2 separate regions of the Rattus norvegicus genome follow, and region 1 is linked to region 2. Evidence: chromatin contacts called from public Hi-C data. All regions are on one chromosome and are shown on one strand. Each heading gives the region's core, a stretch centred on a gene start, on an enhancer-like site or on the middle of the called end of the contact. The rest is flanking DNA. Distances are from core to core; before and after follow the strand shown.

The links. Hi-C and Micro-C count contacts between places; a contact is called where the count stands out from the background.
Region 1: a contact with region 2 is called in a Hi-C map of the A7r5 cell line, with 3 times the contacts expected there. The contact joins two enhancer-like sites. A contact is called at or near these places in 7 of 12 Hi-C or Micro-C datasets (the A7r5 cell line, the Rat2 cell line, Schwann cells and 4 more).

What each region holds. Positions count from the first base shown.
Region 1 is chr14:85,663,505-85,670,225 of GRCr8, forward strand. Ccm2 (CCM2 scaffold protein) reads left to right here. Exons shown (of 10, transcript NM_001126275.1): 3 at 1,153-1,236; 4 at 1,672-1,855; 5 at 6,230-6,366. Among named protein-coding and RNA genes, the nearest start is that of Nacad, 21 kb to the right of the region's middle. Within about 2 kb of position 3,592, at least 20 of the 93 cell types and tissues checked have an H3K27ac peak or open chromatin away from gene starts, as enhancers often do. A contact at or near this core is called in the A7r5 cell line, where this site is marked.
Region 2 is chr14:85,551,671-85,558,489 of GRCr8, forward strand. It overlaps Purb (purine rich element binding protein B), which reads right to left. Exons shown (of 1, transcript NM_001017503.2): 1 at 4,626-6,819. The coding sequence ends at 6,129. Among named protein-coding and RNA genes, the nearest start is that of Purb, 3.7 kb to the right of the region's middle. Within about 2 kb of position 3,476, at least 6 of the 93 cell types and tissues checked have an H3K27ac peak or open chromatin away from gene starts, as enhancers often do. A contact at or near this core is called in the A7r5 cell line, where this site is marked.

The sequences.
Region 1 (6,721 bases), core at 2,342-4,841, 110 kb after region 2:
ATGCATGTGGTGCATAGGTATGCAGTCAAAACATTTATTCACATTATTCGTACACACATGTATCATAGACACATACACACACATGCGTGTGCATGCACCATACTCACATATAGTAATTATAAAATTAAAAACTAAAAATATAGTTCATGGGACCTGAATTCCCTTCGCAGGACCCATGTGGTGGCTTACAACCATCTGTAAGTGCAGGGGGCGGGAGAGAGGGGGACCTGAGAGGCTGTAGACACAACTCGGTGGCTAGGAGCAGAGAGCAGCTCCTCTCTCAGAGGATCCTGGTTTTATTCCCACCCCCCATGTGGTACCTCACATGCAGTGTGTAATTCTAGTTCCAGGGATCCTGTGCCTTCTGCCTCCGTGGGCACCAGGCACACAGGTGGCATGCAGACACACATGCAAACTAAAAAGATGAAACAAGGTCCTGCCTCTGCTAGTGTGCCATCCCTTCATTTCTAGGGCAGAGCCTCTGTGGCCTAACGCCCCCTGCCCGCCCCAACCCACCTTTCAGTGCTCTGACTTAAGGGTTAAGTGTCAGACGTGAATTCTGGGTGTGCATTCAAGCTATGGCACTTCGCTTTTCCACTTGTGTGCATTCGTTGACTGAGCTGGGTTTTGTGTTTTTTCTCTTTTAGTGGGGCTAAACTCAGTGCCCCAACAGTAAGCAGGAGACATCTGCCATCTAGGTCCCTATGCTACCGAAGCTAGTCTTGAGATATCTTTGTGACTTGAGATTTCTGGTGCCAGTCGTGAACACAGAGCAGTAGGAAATGTGGGAAGATCATGTACAGCTGCCGGGACTTCAGTAAGCCTAGGGGCTGGAGATGGCTCAGTGGTTAAAAGTACCAGTGCTCTTCCAGAGGACCCTGGCAAACACAGACATACCTGCAAGTAAAAACAAACACCCAAACCACACGACAGACAGACAGACAGACACGTAGATAGATACGTACTGTAAGTACGTACAGAGTGAGTTCCAGGACAACCCTGTCTTGAATTTAAAAAAAAAAAAAATGCAGGGCTCTTCTGAAACTTTGGAAAATGGATGGGCTGCTGGCCCGGGGACAGGCGTGGGTCTGCGCTCTGTAGCGACAGTAGTCCTGACTGTTTCTCTCGGTACTCTTTCCTCCTCTCTTGCAGTATTTAGGGCAGTTAACATCCATTCCTGGCTACCTGAACCCTTCCAGTAGGACGGAAATCCTGCATTTCATAGACAAGGCAAAGGTAAGCGCCCCTCCTGCACACGCTCTGCTACAGCCTGCATCAGCCTGTGGTGCCCTCACCTTTGACCCCAGCCTTGGAGGGGCCACCTGGCTCTCTCACTCCGTGGGTGTTCTTGGCTCTACAAAGTCTTCTACAAAGGTCTCTTAGTTGGGACCTTTTCTCTAGACTTGGCTTTGGGCTGCTTCCCAAACTCAGTTCGAAGATATTTCTAGATACTGAAAATCTGGATCTAAAAGGTAGTTCCAGAAGAGTCCCCTACATGATTCAAGCATGTTCATGTACTTGGAGCAAGGACCACTATACTGAGGGGAGCAGCACTTTTTGTCACCTCTCCTTGGCTTAGAACCAGTTGTGTGGACTTTAGCCAGCACAGCGCTCCCCGAGGAGAGCTCGATACAGTGGCCCAGCGTTTCTGATGCCTGTGGTTCTTTGCAGCGGTCCCACCAACTCCCTGGGCACCTGACTCAGGAGCATGATGCTGTGCTCAGTCTGTCCGCCTACAATGTCAAGCTGGCCTGGAGGGATGGGGAGGACATTATCCTCAGGGTGCCCATCCACGACATCGCTGCTGTCTCCTATGTCCGAGATGATGCTGCACACCTGGTGGTCCTGAAGACAGGTATGGATTGCGGGGATGGCAGCCTGGAGGTCTGTGTCCCAAGGAGGATCCCTGGTTTTCCTGACGTGGTAGAGGTGGCTTCTGCAGGTCTAGGCTAGGTGCCGTCACCTATTATGTCTATAAACTAGATTTCCTGCCATGAGCTTCTGCCCCAGGGTCCCTGTCACACTCGGGGCCTTTGGAGACTTGAGGAAGACAAAATTCAGGGTCAGTGTTCTAATAAGGCTTTTCCTGGGCCAGATGTGGCCAGAGATAGGTGGATCTCTGTGAGTTCGAGGCCTGGTCTTTAGAGTGAGTTCCAGGACAGCCAGAACGACATAGTGAGACTCTGTCTCAAAAACACCTTTCTCCTGGTGACTCCTTAACCCCTGCTCCCCGTTATTGATGTTGCCTCCATTGTGTTGGTACAGTGGACCCCCAGAAAGAAAGTGGTGACTGAAAGCTGTGACAGGGACTTCTGAGCCCAATCCACATTTGTTTTGTTCTGTTTGTTGTTTTGTTTGTTTGTTTGTTTGTTTTTAATGAGACAGGGTCTCTTTATAGCACTGGCTGTCTTAGAACTCTCAGAGATCTCCCCACCTCTACCTCCTGGACACTGGAGTTAAAGGTGTGCCCCGTCATATCTGGCCTCCAGTCTACATTTTGAGCCCCAGTGTTCCCAAAGCTGAGACAGCAAAGCCAGTTCCCCTGGTCCCTGTGCTGCCCCCTTGTTCAGACAGCAGGGTGCTCCTTCCACTGGCTGTGCCCCTCCTCTGCGGCTGCTCACAAGGCCTGCCATCCTTCACACTAGTGTACAAGCTTCTACGAGCTTCTAGGTGTCCACCCCAACATTTGAGCCAGTGAGAAATGAGGGGAGAACCTGCCCTACCTGTCTTGGCACAGGCACACTGGCCTAGGCTTGCTGGGTCACTGTGAGTGGTTGGGATGATCCCAAAGCCAGCCCCGGAGGGCTGGTGACAAGGCACAAGGGTCAGATGGTCTCACCTTTTTCACGGTGTGAAAGGGTGTCTGGCTTATAATGCTGGTTGAAGTGCTATGGTCAACTCCAGCAGCTGGAGGATCGTGAAGGAGTTTTAGCTGCTCTGCCTTGTCTATGTAGAAGGAATGGCTCATCGCCTGCCTAGCACACTTAGATACTATATTTCCTCTTACACAACTCACGTGTCCCATACCACACATACCACACACACACAGTTGCATATGTCACAGAAGCCGCAGACTCGAATGCACTTGCCTGCTCAGCCCAGTCACATCCACACACATATGTAGATATATGTGGTAGATACTTGCCCTCATGCAGACACCAGTCCCGTCTGAGCAAGCTCCCCTTGAATTATTTAACTTATATGTGCCAAGGCTTGCTTTAGTTAAGCTCTCACTCTAATCTCATCTGACCTGGGATTCACTCTGAGGTCCAAGGCAGCCTCGAACTCACAGCAGTCCTGCCCCAACTTTCTCAGTAATGGGATTACACTAGTGAGCCACCTCACTCAGCCTGCCACAATGGGGAAAGGCTTGTTTGGCTCATGGCTTCTGAGGTTCCAGTCTGTGATCAAGAGACTGTTGCTTCTAGGCTTTTGGTGCAGGTAGGGATGCACAAAGCTGCCCGCCTCACAGCCAGAAAGCCAAAAAGAGGAAGAGGGTTGGGCCCATGGTCTCTTTTGATGGTGTGCTCCAGTGACCAAAGCACTTCCTGAAACTTTCTCACTTCCTGGTAGCGCCACCCTGCGGCCGCGTCTTTGCCGCGTGTTCAGCATCCGAGTCACTGTGCTTGGTTTTTCTTCTCAGAGTTGAGTGGGCCTGTCTGTTCGATGCTTGGCATTGAATTAGATTGAGCAGTATGAAATTGTCACTATTTTAACCTGTAAAAATGCCAATTTAACATGACTCAAACTAGTACAAAGTATCTGACATGAATTACCTCAGTTAGCATCTAGAATAGACCTAAGAGGAGCTCCTGAGTCTCCTCTCACTGGTGGGTGACAGTAGGTGTCCTTGAACTGGTTCCTTCTGGCTTAGACCCCAGCCACTCAGTCCAGCATCACCAAGGAGATCCTTTGGCTCTTGGCCCTCAGAGACAGAGAGGGAGGAGACTGGCTCCTGAGTGGGTTCCTGCGAGTATTTTAAGCTGGTTAGAGAAGTGGTCCCTGTATTTCTCATGCTGCAGGAATGTTTCTCTACTTAAATCATTAGAATAAATTGTTAAGGAAGAGAAAATAGAGATTTCCCTCCATATAAGGAACATTCCAAAAACATGACAAACAGTACTGAGAGTCCTCTCCTCTCACCAGCAGAGAATGCGCCCTGTGTCCCAGGGCCTGGCCTCACGCTGGCGGGAGCATATGTGCATCCCCTGATTCAGGCACATGGGCTGGTTTGGGTTTTGACGTGTAGTTTCCCCACCCAGAGCCAGGCGGATGGGTCAGTAATGTGCCCTGGGCGCCTCCTTGCATGGGGCCGGTACCTGTGCCTCCTCTGTGCAGAGGGTTGCTAGAGTTTGAGGCAGTCTAGTGTGGGGAGATCAGGGTCCATTCTCCTTGGAGAGGGGGTGAACCAGGGACCTGTGTATCTGCCTGTGTCTGCCAAAGGGTTTTGAATGATGGAGGAAAGACAGGTGGCAGTCTGAAGCTGGTGGCATGGAGCAGCCTGTGGCTGTCTCGGCCTGCTGCCCAGAGGGTAGCCGTGACAGCGTCACAGATGGCAACTGGCTGGTACCCACACCTCGCAGCTGCCCACCGAGGGCCAAGAAGCTAATTTAAAATGTTAACAAAAATAGAAAGAAGTGAAATGACTTATAGTAATACATCCATAGACTCTCTCTGTGTGTGAGGGTGGGGCATATACATATCAGCCCTATACACATACATCCCTAACCCTCTATTTTTTTTAAAAATTCATGTTCACTTAATATATTTAATTTTTTTGAGACAGTGTTAGTCTGAGGCTGGTCTGAAGCTCACCGGCTAGCCCAGGAAGGCCTTGAGCTCACGGTGATTCTTCTGCTTCTTGTCTCCCCAGTGCTGACCTTGCAGGCATGCTCCACCGTGCCTGACTTTGGCGGCATATTTAGTTTGCCCCCTGTATCTAATATGTCGCTATGGGAGCACATGAACAAGATGAAGACCACTGAGCTAGTTATTAGTTAAAAGTGATCAATGGGGGCTGGAGAGATGGCTCAGTGGTTAAGAGCACCCGACTGCTCTTCTAGAGGTGCTGAGTTCAATTCCCAGCAACCACATGGTGGCTCACAACCATCTGTAAAGAGTTCTGATGCCCTCTTCTGGTGTATCTGAAGACAGCTACAGTGTACTTATATATAATAAATAAATAAATCTTTAAAAAAAAAAAAAAAAAAAGTGATCAAGCCCTGGGTGTGATTTAGCCTGTGCTGCACAATTCAATATAGCCTCGTCATGGTTCTTACACTCAGAAGCTCTGTGGTCAGTGGCTGTTGTAAGGACACTGTTGTCGCAGGTTCTCATGGTGTTTCATGGCCATTGTCTGCACTCCCACCTCTCTCTGGCTAAGCCTGTCTCTGCCTGTGTTCCCAGGGCTGTAACGAAAGCCTCATGTTTCTCCAGTTTTGCCTTCTGCACACACCTGAGGACAGTGACAACAGGGCCACCTCTAAGCTTAACATACAGTCCCAGTGCCCTTCCAGGTGCTTAGCCCCACTCCCTGGTCAGCTGCGGAACCAAGTGCGTTTCCTGTGTATATGTTCTGTGTACAGTATGAGGATGTGGCCTTAGGCCTTGACCTTATCCACAGCTAGACCATTCACAGGCTTTAGTTTATCCATCTGGAGGAGGAGAGCGCCTTGCGCCCAAACTCCGTTGAGACAGGGACCCCTGCTGGGATTATTTGTAGTCTGAGTCCTGCGAGCCCCTCCGTTGAGACAGGGACCGCTGCTGGGATTATTTGTAGTCTGGGTCCTGCGAGCCTTTATGTAGCTCTAAGCAGTCGAGCAGCAGCCGCGTAGCGTGGCACACAGTGGGATATGAAGATGGGTGCTCAGGTGCGCTTCCCACAAGCTAGTTTTGTTTGGAAGGACTAGGGGCTGCATTTTATTTATTGATTTATTTTTTTATTTTAAACACACATGCACGCACGCACGCACGCACACACACGCTCGATGTTGTGGGTGTGTGCATATTGCTGTGGTGAACGCGTGTGCCGTGGCATGCATGTGGAGGTCAGAGGACAGCCTGGTGGAGTGGCTTCTCCTCTTCCACCATTACGTGCATTTCTGGGGATGGAGCTCAGGTTGTCAGCCTTGCACGGCAAGTGCTTTCCCACTGAGACGTCTCACGGGCCCCTGGGGAGTGAATGTTCCTGCCCTCCATGCACGCACTAACCCATGTGTTTACTTCTCAGCCCAGGACCCAGGCATCTCTCCCAGCCAAAGTCTGTGTGCGGAAGGTTCTAGAGGCCTCAGCGCAGGCTCCTTGTCAGAAAGTGCAGTGGGGCCAGTAGAGGCCTGTTGCCTGGTCATCATGGCCACAGAGAGCAAGGTGAGACCTCCGTGTTGTGGACCAGAGCGATCCACAGCCTCTGCCTATCCTTAGTCCAAGCCTTGCCCAAGACCCAGCTCCCAGCCTGGTCCTGCCTGTGATCAGAAGTTGCCTTGCCTCCAGCCCAGCCCTGCCCAAGACTGGATCCCATCCCATTCCTCACGGCCCCACTTAGACCCCTGGCCTTAGTCAGCCCTTCCGTCAGCTCTGCCTAGCACTACTTGCAGACGTTGTCCTTTCCTGTTGTTTCTCCCTGACCAAGCCCTGCCCATGTCCTAGTCAATGCCCCACCTATAACCACAGCAGCCCACATTCCCCGGCTCCTGAGCCACCTCCCATACCTAGATCTACCTCT
Region 2 (6,819 bases), core at 2,226-4,725:
CACACTGTGCTCAGGGGTATATATTTCTGCTCGTTGTCTTGGGACTTTCCTGGACTTATATTTCTCTAAGCAGACATTTTAAAAGGAAGAAACAAACTTATTAATTATTCTATTTCCAAACACTAAGATTTTACTAACCATCATGATCTTGCAACATAGGACACAAAATATTTTGCCTTTATAAATAAAAACTGTGTTGAAAACGTTAGCCAGTGGAGAGTTCCTGGAGGTGGGGAATGGTCACACTGTGCCTTCTGCACTGAGCAGACCTAGGACTGCTTTCTCTCTAGAACCCAAGACCTATTTACCAGAGGACAAAAGTGAGCCTCTTATCCATGCCAGTGGACAGTAATGTAGTGGGCATAAGATCTGTTCACAGAACCTTATGTTTATAGGTAAAATCTTTCTCCAAAGTGTTTAAATCACAAAAAGGCTTTAACTTCTAACAAAGCCCTGTTCTCTTTATTTGAAGTCCTACTGAAACAACAAACATGGCATTTACTATTGTTTTAAGATGGCTCTACCTGTTCCAACTGCAATGTCTAATTTAATAGGCATCTGCTTTTCAAATAAAGTAAAAGTGGTTACATGATTACATTGGTGGCTATTTCCTGTTTCATTAGGAAATATAAAATACATTCAAAAAGGCCTTAATTTGGGTCAGGAGTACACATAGCAAATGAGAATCACTAGGGTAATAAATCTTTTTGGTGCAATTTTATTATTTTTCCATTTCCCAAATTTAATTTTCAAAATTGATGACTGGATCCCATTTGTTCACATAGAGATTATTAAATACTTCAGTAATGAAACTAGGTTCAAAAATTGAGGACCGAAGAAGGTAACTTTAAGTGGCAAAGTCAGAGATATGCATAAAATTCACCATTTATGAGTCTAGCTAGCTATCTCTTAAAATTTTGGGGGATCAATATTTTTTTTTTTCGGAGCTGGGGATCGAACCCAGGGCCTTGCGCTTGCTAGGCAAGCACTCTACCACTGAGCCAAATCCCCAACCCCTGGGGGACCAATATTTTAAAATAACTTATGCTTTCTAAATTAAAAGCAGGGGAGATGAATTTATACTTTGCCATTTCCACCTTACATCTGAAATTTCCAACAGGACAGGACATGAACTTTTTTCTGTATTTTAAGGTAAATGTAGCTCTTTTTTTTTTCTTTTTTCTTTTCTACAAACTACCTCCCTCTCTTCCCTCCCCCTCCCCACACCCACTTTCAGTCTATCGAAGGGAGTTAAAGGGAGTTCCTCTTTAGGAAGACAGCTAATTAATTTACAGTACTCTAAAACCAACCCTGAAAACAGATAATCTCATTCACTTACTAGAACTTCAGTGCTGTTGTTGACAGAAAAGAAAAGTTACCTTAAGGCTCAAGGGAAAGCAACGTATCAATTGTGAATGCAGCAGTGTTTACTCTCCCATCCATTGGAAACTAGCAAGTGCATTCCATTCAGGAATACAAACTCGAACATTAGCGAAGACCTCTATTCTCCTTACATAGAACAATACTCAGAAGTGGATTATCTAGGGGCCTGAGAAACCATGATCCACATCACACATTACCCATGTATTTCATGTTCAAAAAGTGCTTTATCTTTGAGAACTATGTTGGGGTTAAAATGGAAATCTACAATGCAAAGTCACTTGACACCTTTTCAAGTGAAGTGCGTACAACATGGAAAGGAGCAAACAGATGGAGGCCCTGCCCTCTGAGCAGGCCTTATTATGCACGTGACTTTTAGGGCACACTAAATCAAAATTGTCTTAAGAATTAGTAACAGTGGACTTTTATACCACTCTATTTTAAAACCTGAGATTGGACATCAAAACAGTCAACTTTGTTACTCATCAGAGCAATTCTGATACTTCCTAAAAATAGAAGAAAACTCAATTCAGGGTCAAAAACATTAACTCTCCCTAATCAAAACCATGACATTAGGGTGCTGCAGAATGACCACTCTCAGCAAACAGGTCATCTTAACACAAGCTAAGTCACTTCTTCCCCTTCTCGCTGGTCAAGGCCACACTATTTTCAAATGAATATCTACTGAGAGATCAGTTGTGCATTGGACAAAGTACCATAATTGGGTTAAAAATGAAAATAAAATTTACAGTGAATACTTATGTGCATGACTTACACACTCCAGCCTTTTCTTATTTCCATCCACCTCGAGAGCAAGATGGATGCAAATAGTCGCCCGTGTAGACTGTTCTACACCCCTGTAAAGCCAGTCAAGGTCACATTAACAACGCATCCTCGGCAACTCTAGTGCCTGAAGTGTGCAGCCATTTACAGACCACTCAATATGAGGGCATTATTATAACCAGCCTCTTTTGCCCACAACCCTGCATTTTCAGGTAAGACAGGATAATTGTTTTGTTTTGAGAAAACCGAAGCTTGAATCTTTTAAAAGACCTGCAATTTACTGCAAAGTGATCCAGAGGTAACAAAGGAAGCAGGCTAATGGCTGCCTGCACCAAAAGCCTCTCAATCATTTTGCAGTAAATAATTATGAAAAGTGACATGACAAGAAGCCATGTGTGCTCATGGCTAGTCATTTGTACCACCTACATGCCTCCAACAGATACATAGGGTGTCTGGGTTTTTGGTTTGCTTGTTTGGTTTTTGGTGCCATGCAGATTTTTGTTTTGTTTTGTGCAGCATATGCACTGAAGGACTTGCTGACAAGAACTGCCAGTAGATTTGCTGAAATGATGTATAGGGACAATAGAAACCACAAAGTAGTAGGGTCTCTGCATAGGTTTTTTTTTTCTCCTCTCTTTGATTTTCTTAAAAACATTATTTCTATATACAGTAGCCTGAGAAACATCTCAACAATAATTTGAATTGGAGTTCTAGCTCCAACTTCTCAGGAATGTGACTATTTTCATTAGCTGGGATATCTGCCAAATTTTAAAAAAAAAAAATACGACTCTGAATGGTTCATAGTAGCACTTCAAAAACAGAACAGAAAAGTTGGTTGCTCCCCATAATTTGTATAATGCCATTTTCTGACAGAAATCAACAAAGACCAACACCTTCAAAAAGCAAATATTTATGACAGACTCTCCATGTTTGCAGATTTCTATTGTCCCTAGTCCCTGGGACGAGGATCAGTGAAATGCTACAATTAATCCTCATCCTTCTGCTATCTTCCTACAGCGGGAAGAGAGGCCATGAACCATCCCCTGCAGGAGAAATAAACCTCAGAGATTGGTTAAGACGTAAAAACCCACCACTATGACATTTACCACTTAATCTTACAAAGGCAGGTCAAAATTTTAATATAAATTACTTTTGCCAACACATAGCTTATGCATTCTTTGCTCCTTTTTTTGGAGGATTCTCAAATTGAAATCTAAAGATTTACATATGATATATTACTGTTATATGGTCTAATGACTAAGAAAATTTCTCTGGTAACCAAAGCTGATGCCATATATGGTAGTGTTCTTGGCATATGCTCTATATGCCTCAGACCACTTCCACATTCTTTCTATTCAGCTAATTATAGCTTAGTAGCCACTGGTGAAGGATTGTGAAGACCCTGTCATTTCTACAGAATAGAAAGGCAAGGCTAGTTACTGCAATTCAGCCAAATAAAAAGAAAAAAGGAAAACAAAAAACAAAAACCAACCCCTTGAAAAGGAGAGGTACTGCACCTTTGCAAAATTGAGCTGGCTCACTGCAGCTGAGCAACAGAACCACCGCTGAAGCAAGAAAGCGAGTTGGTCTATACAGGAATATACAGGACTCCAAAATGAAAACGTTACAGCAGTCAACAATAGCTGCAACCTCAATTTTCATTGCTGCCTCAGAGTTTGAAACTATAAACAGTTTCTGCAAACCTAATGCCAGCTTCTCAGCTCCTTTACTAAAAGTAGGAATTTGTTCTCCGCAGCAAAGAAACAAACACTCAAAACACATAGGTAAATACAGCAGGACATTATTGAAAACAGCTGCCTTGTAGTACAAAATACAGTACAAGTATACGGATGTCATTAGAACATCAAAAAATACTATTGCTCCCATACAATTTAGGAAACATTCTTTGCAACGGAGAAAAATTTAAAAGAAAAGCTTTAAAAAAATCTGTTTAAAAATTCTACTGTGGATGATGAGAGTAGAGAAATAGTCTGTAAGGGCACCAATGTTTGTGGCTCTCCCATTTTTAAGTCTAAGATCAACAATATTCTGAATCAGTCTATTTTTTAAAAGCCTAATTTTATATACACAAATATTTCCCTCCCTCTCAGCCACAGACACAAAAATGACCTTTTTGTATATTACTTATTTCCCAATAAATACAAAAAGATTGTATAGATTGAATACCAAAATAAGATAATAAAAAGGATATGCAATAAATTAAAAAGGCAGCTCAAATAAAGGGCAGGCATGCAGTTAAAAAAAAAAATACCAAGATTGTGGAGGTGGGGTTACTTGCCTCCTGGTTCTTGAGAAGGTGTCACACAGATACCTGAAAAACTTTGGAAAGAGCATTAGCTCCCATTCAATTCAAAGTTGCCTAGGTCTATGACATCTCTAGGAATACCTTTTGATGGGGTGGGATTAACTTGATTAGAAAAATCATTTATACTGAAAATCCATTTAAAATATAGAAGAGGCGATCCTTGAAAACCCCAACTTTTATTCTTGAAAGACAGCTGGATAAACTGGCAAATGCCAGTTTGTTGAAATTTCAAGATGGTATAAAAATGCTTCCAGGATAGAGTCAGCATTCGTGTTCACTTCAGTTCCATTCACAGATGGATTCAGCTTCCACCGGGTGCAATGCTTGAATCATTCATCCACCATTTGCCAACTTTGATTGTGAGGTACTGAATATGATGGATCAAGTTCTTAAAAATTTATTTTAAAAGAATAAATGATGCTGGAATTCTGGACCTGAGGATCGATCGTCAGTATTCAGTAAATCCAGAGATGAAACTGAAGGTGAACTGAGACTTCAGTTCTGGTTATTTCCAACTTCTCTGCGAGGATGTGTATCTCATTAAAGCTCAGTTGTGGCCACAGTTCCTTTTTGCAGATAGTCAAGTTTTAAGGTTTAAAATGCAGCCAGCCAGTGGCTGTAACAGCCGAATTAGCCATAATTCACTAGCTCTTACCGTGGAGCCATTGGGATCCAGCTCTCACTCACGCTAAGCCATTTCTTGGTAATGACCTCCATACTTAAGAGATCAAGGGAAGAACTTTAGTGAGCAGCAACCAATCCACTCAAACAGTCCACCTTGTGCTTTATGCCTGACTTCTTGTGCCTACCTCAGCAATCCCCATTGTAAAAATTGCTTTTGTTTTGGAAAAAAATTTTTTTTTGCCAACTTTTAAACTATTTTAGAAATGGATTCTAGTTCAAGCTTTGATATCTGAATTCATTTGCATCCCGGAAAACAATTCTGCAAAGAAAAGACAGGGGCCTTGGTCCAGGTTCCATGCAAAACCATTTTTTAAAATGGATCCAACCTTTGAATTCTCCAATGGCTTCTTGCATTCTTCTCTTGCCCTGTCCATGATTGTGTAAAGTTGCATTCCTTTTCATAAACTTGTACCCTCAGAACCGGGTAACTGCAAAGGCCTCTTTCTTCTCAAAGATTCCATTAAGACCTAGATCCAAAATGCCGATGGAGGTGAAGGGATAGATGCTGCAGTAGTGAGGCCTGGAGGGCTCCTAAGACCAGATTACCCAGCTACAACACAAATTCAACTATCACCAATGGATGAGTCTGGGTAACCCAGATGTGGTTTTGGTCCCAGACGTTCGAAGATCTATCCCCTCCAATGTTTTCCTGATGAATTTACGAACCTCGGTTTTAAACAACAGAAGCTGAGACTCTTGCGCAGGTGAGGAGATGCTGCTGTCCTCTTTGCAGGTTGCTGGCAGTTCCTTGGAACTTAACTGCTTTTCTCTAATTGTCTGTGACTGTTTTCTTATGGTTATTTCTCTTAACTATATTATTTTATTTTTTGTTTTCTTCGTCTGCGGCCTCCCCTGATCCCTCTCCACTAGCTCACTGGGGACGAGTAGGAAAGGGAACTCTCTAGCCAAGGGGATGGTGGTGGGGTGGGGGAGGCCAGTACGGGAAGCTGCCGCTTCAATCCTCATCCACTTCCTCACCCTCGGACTCGTCGCCACCGCCGCTGCCCCCACCGCGTCGCTCGTAAAGCTTATCCCTCTGTCGCTCCTGGATTTCTTTCATTTCATCTGCATACCGACAGAAGGCGCCTCCAAACTTGCCCCAGGCCTTGAAGGGCACGGTGATGGCATTGCGGTAGGATGGCTTCACCTCGCTCACTCGCAGGAACACCCCGTACTTGTTGCAGCCGACGTCGAAGAAGAAGCGCTTGGAGTCCACCGTGATGGAGGTGCCCTCCGGGAGCTCTCCGTACAGGCCGCCCCCAGGGCCGCCGGCGCCGCCTCCCGGGCCACCGGCCAGCTCGTCATCCTCGCCCCCGTAGTCGTCGATGAGCTTGGCGAGCGCGTCGCGGAACTCGATGAGGCCCTGCGCGGGCAGCGCGATGGTCTGGCCGCTCTGCAGGCCGCCGGGCCCGGGTCCCCCGCCGAAGCCTCCACCGCCGCGGTTTACCGTCTGACGGATGCGCAGGAAGCGGCCGCGCTGGTTCTCCTTGAGGTCCAGGTAGTACTTGCGGTTCTCGCGCACCAGGAACTCGCTCTTAAGCGCGCGGCGCGGCCCGCCGCCCTCCTCGGCGCCCGCCGCCAGCTGCTCCGGGCTGCTGGGACCCAGCTGCGCGTAGTGCTCGATGAAGTCGCCCAGCGAGTCGCGG